Regions from separate parts of the Mus musculus genome. Here region 2 is linked to region 1. Evidence: chromatin contacts called from public HiChIP or PLAC-seq data. All regions are on one chromosome and are shown on one strand. Each heading gives the region's core, a stretch centred on a gene start, on an enhancer-like site or on the middle of the called end of the contact. The rest is flanking DNA. Distances are from core to core; before and after follow the strand shown.

Region 1 (3,130 bases), core at 577-3,076:
AGAGTTTCAGGACAGCCAGAGCTACACAGAGAGACCCTGTCTCAGAAAACAACCAAAAGCAAACGAAACCAATAAAACAAACAAAAAAAACCCCACATCTACCATCAAATTTCTCATATTAGTATCCTTAATAAAAGCGTGGCCACTGACTATAGTCAAACATGGTAATGGGTGCTGGGTAGATACAAATGGAGATATTGACAGTAGCATTAGGGGCAAGCAACTGCTGGCTGCTTTTGAAAATAGAGGACGATTTTGTTTTCTGATTTCACATTGGATAGTCAGATGTCTATAATCCCAGTACTTGGGAGATGGAGACAAGAGGAACAGGGGTTCCAGGCCATACTCAGCAACAAAGTAAGTTTGTGGCCAGCTTGGGCTATAGAAGGACCTGTCTTAAAAAACAGACCTGTCTTAAAAAATATCTAATAGGTAAACAAAATATAAAACAAATTCCATGCAGGAAATTGTGGAGAAAAAAATAAATATGAATAACAGCCACAGTTCCCATACATTGTGTACTTTTATATTGTGTCCCATATGTATGCTCGCTCAAATGTATGTGTGCAATCCTTTAATTCCCCCATATTCCCATCAAGTACGGTTAATATGCTTACTTTATCTATTTATTTGTTTATTCATTCTTTTTTTGTTGTTGTTGTATAAGATTGAACCCAGAAGCCGGGCGCGGTGGCACACGCCTTTAATCCCAGCACTCGGGAGGCAGAGGCAGCCGGATTTCTGAGTTCAAGGCCAGCCTGGTCTACAAAGTGAGTTCCAGGACAGCCAGGGCTATACAGAGAAACCCTGTCTCAAAAAAAAACCAAAAAAAAAAAAAAAAAAGATTGAACCCAGAGCCTCTTAGAGCCCAAATGTACTACTGCTCTGCTCTCTTCCTGGCTCTTTTATTTTTTCAAACACTAGTCAGTCAGTTTGTTCGTTCGTTGGTTAGTTAGTTAGTTAGTTGTTTTTCAGCCAGGGTCTCACTTTGTAATGCAGGCTCGTCTGGAATTCACAGTTGTAATTCTCCTACCTCTGTAGTGCTGGGATTACACATATGTGTCGCCACACCTGACTAAAATCAACATGTAAGAAATGGCATCTTATTTGGTAATATATGAATCTCTATCAGCATTTCTTTTGTGTGTGTTGCAGTCATGTGCAAGATGTCTTTCTCCATCCCTATTCCACCTTAACAATTTTTATTTTGAAGCAAGATCTTAATTGTCTGGGTAGGTCGAATATGTATGTGATTCTCCTTTCTTGGTAGCTGGGCATAAAAGCCTTTTTTTTTTTTTTAAACCATACTTGGCTTAAAATGCTCATTTTATGTAAAGGCAAAAAGCATTTTAGGGTCTATTTCTCCTAAGGTTACTAAGTAGTTTATTTTTCCTTTTGGATTGGTACTCCACTTTGTAGACCAGACTGGCCTTGAACTCAGAAATCCGCCTGCCTCTGCCTCCTAAATGCTGGGATTAAAGGCGTGCGCCACCACCGCCCGGCTGGATCTCAAATCTTATGACTAAGTAAAAATTTGTGAAAGAACTGGGCCTAAATCTTGAGGAATCACATCATGATTTAGAGCTGTTTAGACTCATGAGGAGGGAGAAAAATGCGGAGTGATTATCTGGGAATCCTCTGGGAGACGACAGAGGGCCTGGGGGCTGCGGTATGGCCAGTACCATTTTCTTCAGAAAGAAAATTATCAGGCCCACCTAGTCAGATAAGAGTTCCGGAACTGCCTTTGGTGGCGCGCGCGCGGGAGAACGCCCAGCGGAGCCTCCGGGGACGGAGCCTGGGCGGGCCGAGAGGGCGGGCCGAGGGGCGGAGCCTGGCCGGCAGCGTTTCTGAGCCATTGCTGAGGCGGCGAGGGAGAGCGTTGGGCTTACCTCACTGCTTTCCGGAGCGGTAGCACCTCCTCCGCCGGCTTCCTCCTCAGACCGCTTTTTGCCGCGAGCCGACCGGTCCCGTCATGCCGACCCGCAGTCCCAGCGTCGTGGTGAGCCAAGGGGACTCCAGCAGAGCCCCACAGCCGGGCCCCATGCGCCCGGTGGCACAGTGACGCAGGCCGGAGCCCTGAGGCTCCCGAGGCCCGCTCTGGGCGCTGGGGCGGCCGGGACTCTTTGATGGCGGGGGCGGTCAGGGATTCCTGGAGTCTGGCTAGATGCCCCATGAGGGCGGCGGGCAGGACGGGATGGCGGGGTTCGGGGGTGGGGATGCCCCTCCAGTGAGCCCCGACAGAGAGAGAGGGCAGGCTGCGTGTGGACCAGGAAGGTGGCAATGGCGTTGGACTTGACATGTGCGGCCGGCGGACGCGCGCGGTGGCAAGCGGCGGAGGGCGGCTTCAGGAAGGATCAGGCGCGGGGAGGGCGGGGGAGCTCTCCTGGGAGAGGCCCAGCTCTACAAGTTTGGGGTTTGGCGGCCAGGGAACACCTCTAGAAGGAGCTTCGGTTCCCAAGACGACCGCATGAGAGGGCATGTTCAGGCCTGGACTTTGCCCCTAATTCTGCAGATGCCATAATTCATATTTGTGGGAATGCGCAATCACTCCGTTGAATCAGCGCTGCGGCCCAGGCAGTGAAAATCACGCCTATTTTCCACCTGAAGAGTGGAAAGGCGGCTCGTTTTTTGTTTTGTTTTGTTTTGTTTTTTTACCCCCCCATGGCCCAGAATAATGGGCTTTGGCTTCAGATACACTTGACTTGGGAGCCCATGCCCTTGGATGCTGTGGGAATTTAAAAAAAAAAAAAAGTATGGATTTGGTTGTTACGTTGGATGACTTTTTTCCACACTCATCTTCAGATATCCTGCCTTTTCTCCCATTGGCTCAATTTTTTCTAACCTGCCAAGCTCTGTCTCCCCTATCAATCCCAACGCCATAACCTTGCTGATCATGCTTGCTAGAACATCCCATAGCTCCTGCTTCTGATTAACGACTTTAGCCTGCTCTATTCTTATTCTTGCCTCTGGTACTCCTTAAATGTCATATTATGCTTTATATACTACAGATTTAGCAGGTATCTGGTTACTTGTTGGTTGACTTTCCCACTCACACGTACTTTATCTTGATGTTTTCAGGCAGGGTCTTACTATGTAGCTCTGTCTGGTCTGTAATTGGTAATGTAGACCA
Region 2 (3,128 bases), core at 543-3,042, 330 kb after region 1:
CTTCCCCTAAGCTTGGAAGTGGGGCAGGCACTGGCTTCTTTCCTCAATCCCCATTACTATTTCTATTTGTCTGTTGGAAACAGTGGCAAGGGAAGGTTAAATACAACCCAGGTTTCTTCCTAAGAAAATGGGAACAATGCAATGATGTTACCTATTTCGTAGGTTATTGTAAAGATGGATTCATGTTCTGTGTGTAAAAACAGTAGGCTGCCTAGGAAATAATAAGCATGCAATTTAGGAAGCGTTTGTGATTTACAAAGTGGCCTCTGGGAGGAAGAGAATAGACAGCTACCAAGTATCTCTCCTTGTGTCCCTTCCTAGACTTTCGTGGCTTATAATTCTAGGTTTTTATTCATGTGAGTGTTTTGAAGTTCCCTTTAAAATAAATTATAGTAGGAAATTAAAATCATTAGGTACTAGGTGTCTGGTCACATGTTAAATATGATGATAAATGTAAGCAAAATGATTATGTGATTCCTCTTGTGGAATAAGTTCAAAGTGCAGATGTCGCTCACTGGTACAGATTTGTCTAACAGTGACAAGGTCCTTGGTCAAGTCCCAGCACACACACACACACACACACACACAGAGAGAGAGAGAGAGAGAGAGAGAGAGAGAGAGAGAGAGAGAGAGGCACTGCATGTACTATTGTCCCTTGCCTGTCACCACTTTCATCCCTGTCTCTGCTCTCATTCCTTTTTGGTTGCTTGTTTATTTTTGTTACTGAGTTATTGTATGTTTGTTATGTTTTGTTTTGAGTCATTGCCTCATACTTCATCCCAAGCTGGTCTGGAATTCTATGGAGACATGGCCTCAAACTTATGTCCATTCCCCTGCACATGTGGAAACCAGAGGTTAACATCAGCTGTCACTGTTAATTGTTCTTTCCACCTTATTCTCTTAGACAGGGACTCTTAGTGAACAGGGAAGCTCATGAATTTGGCTAAGCTGGCTGGACAATTAGTTCCAGGAATCCACCTGTCTCTGTATTCCAGGCCCAAAAGTGGGGTTACATGTGTCTGCCACTATGCTCAGTTTGAGTTTGAGTCTAGCCTGAGGTACATTTTGAATTCCAGGATAGCCTTGGCTGCAGGTGAATATTGACAGCATTAAATCCGCAAATAAACATTGTTTTTTTTATTGTGTTTTTAGAACCTTGCAGTGCACTCCTATATTTGCACATGTGCCAAGCTTGTGTCAGAGAAATGTGTTGGAGAGTTGCTGCAGTTGCTTTCATCTCTTCTGTTAGACATCACAAGGACAGGACTCATTATTGTATTTGCTGTGGAAGGCCATGGAGCTAATATCAATCCAACTTGTTAGATGTCAGGCAGTGTAATATGTTTTATCTCATCGAATTTTCATAAAACCTGGTAAAGAAGTTACTGTAATAGTCTGTGTTTTGCACAAGAGAAACTGGACTCAGTCAGTGAAGTTAATTGTCTTAATTGAAGCCAGACGATAAGTATCAAGGCTTCAATATCCTAAAATGTATTATGATAAAAAGTTTGCATATATGGTCCAATTTGTAAAACAAAAAAGTATATATACCTATATAAGTGCATTTGAAAACATTAGAAGAAAACATAAGATGTTGACAATTGGTTGATGTCATGTTTTTTTTTTCTATTTTATATATTTGTTATTATTTTCTGAAATGGAATCTTACTGCATGCCCCAGGCTGACCTTAAACTCCCAATCCTCCTCCACACACCTCACCAATGCTGGGCTTACCAAGGTCCACCACCGTGCCTGGTATGGTTTCTGGGTTTTGTAGCAAACAGGATGAGGAAGTGAAGCCAGGAAGCAGATGAGTTCCTTGTGTAACTCTAAAGATTGCTAAATCTAAGAAGTCTGGTGGTAAGGTGGTAATTGTTCTTAAGTAAAGAGGAAAAAAAAACATAGTAGAGAGTTAAGGCTAATCCAAAAGGAAGGGAGATAGAGTCTGGAGCCGAGTAAGAGGAAAGCAAAGGAACCTAGTGCCAAAGCTGGAAGGGAAGGGGTCAACTTGAGCCGAAAGTCTCCACTTCAGGGAGGCTGGAGGTGGGAAGGTGAAAGGCGCGGGTCAGTGGGCAGGTGAAAGAGGGTATAACCTAATGACCTATGTCTGTTCATTAAAATCCAAAGCTTGGTGCTGGGCAGAGGGCTCTAAAGGCAAGAGTCAGGTAGTGGATATGAGGAGATAGAAAGGATTTGGAACAATCACTGAGAGAAATGTGATATCGATGTCTAAAATGACCGCTGCCGCATAGCCCTTGGGGCCCCAGTGGGGGCTGGCCAGCCAGGCTTTGTAGTGGAGCCAACTTCCTGACCTTCTCCAGCAAGAGCAGGCTGCCTGAGAGAGGGTAATGGCAAGAATGCACACAGGGCTAGGGTTTTCACAAGGCTGGGGACTGGCAGAGCAGGTGCTGCCAAGAGGGAGGCAACCCAGGCAGAGCTAAAATGGCTGGCCATGGGCTGAACTGGAAGTTGCTGAACGGAAGCCACTAATGGCTTCTGGGAAAGGAGAGAGATAAAGAAGGGCAGACAGGGGGCTAGCTGTGAGGACTGGCCTCGGAGCAGAGGGTGGGGGTGGCAATAGAAGGCTAAAGTCACAGAAAGAAGTGTCTCTGAGGTTGGGATGTTCCAAGTGGGCTGCTACGGGACCCTGGTGGTGTGAAGAAGCAGTCAAGACATGCCAAGAGAGCACAGGCAGAATTCAAACAACACTTACCTGAGCAAGGATAATGTAGCATTATCAAGGTTACACAACATTCGTTCCATTCAGCAACTCTGCCATAAGGAGCTTTGTCTTACCCACAGGCTTCTGTGCAGGATGACTGCATAAGAAGAGGCAGGCGCTGCACCAGTATCTGTAACTACATCTGATGAGAAACATCCTGAAATCCAATCGTAGCGCATTACGTTTAGTCCATAAAGTGGGTGCCGTTCCTGTCCTGTGCTGCTATGAAACAATCGCTGTGTAGTGAGCCGGAGAAGCAAGGCCCAGCAGTCTGTGTGTGTAGTGTGCAGTGCATTTGACAATATTGGCATAGAACACTTGATGAGGGAGACACAAACATTAATATTGGTTTCTTCAAAGACAGCTGTTGGCAAATGGACTGCAGCTGGGAACTTTAGCCTGGGG

The links. HiChIP or PLAC-seq counts read pairs in DNA pulled down with a chosen protein or histone mark.
Region 2: a contact with region 1 is called in an H3K27ac HiChIP or PLAC-seq map of acute myeloid leukemia, with 2.6 times the contacts expected there. The contact joins the enhancer-like site here to the promoter of Hprt in region 1. A contact is called at or near these places in 3 of 39 promoter capture datasets (HPC-7-derived erythroid cells, frontonasal cranial neural crest and second pharyngeal arch cranial neural crest), 2 of 115 datasets of contacts at active chromatin or transcription factors (acute myeloid leukemia and astrocytes) and 1 of 9 other capture datasets (adipose tissue).

The regions. Positions count from the first base shown.
Region 1 is chrX:52,986,252-52,989,381 of GRCm38.p6, forward strand. Hprt (hypoxanthine guanine phosphoribosyl transferase) reads left to right here and starts at 1,827. Exons shown (of 9, transcript NM_013556.2): 1 at 1,827-1,999. The coding sequence starts at 1,973.
Region 2 is chrX:53,318,974-53,322,101 of GRCm38.p6, forward strand. It overlaps a transcript of Fam122c not described here. Among named protein-coding and RNA genes, the nearest start is that of Fam122c, 47 kb to the left of the region's middle. Within about 2 kb of position 1,793, at least 27 of the 459 cell types and tissues checked have an H3K27ac peak or open chromatin away from gene starts, as enhancers often do. A contact at or near this core is called in acute myeloid leukemia, where this site is marked.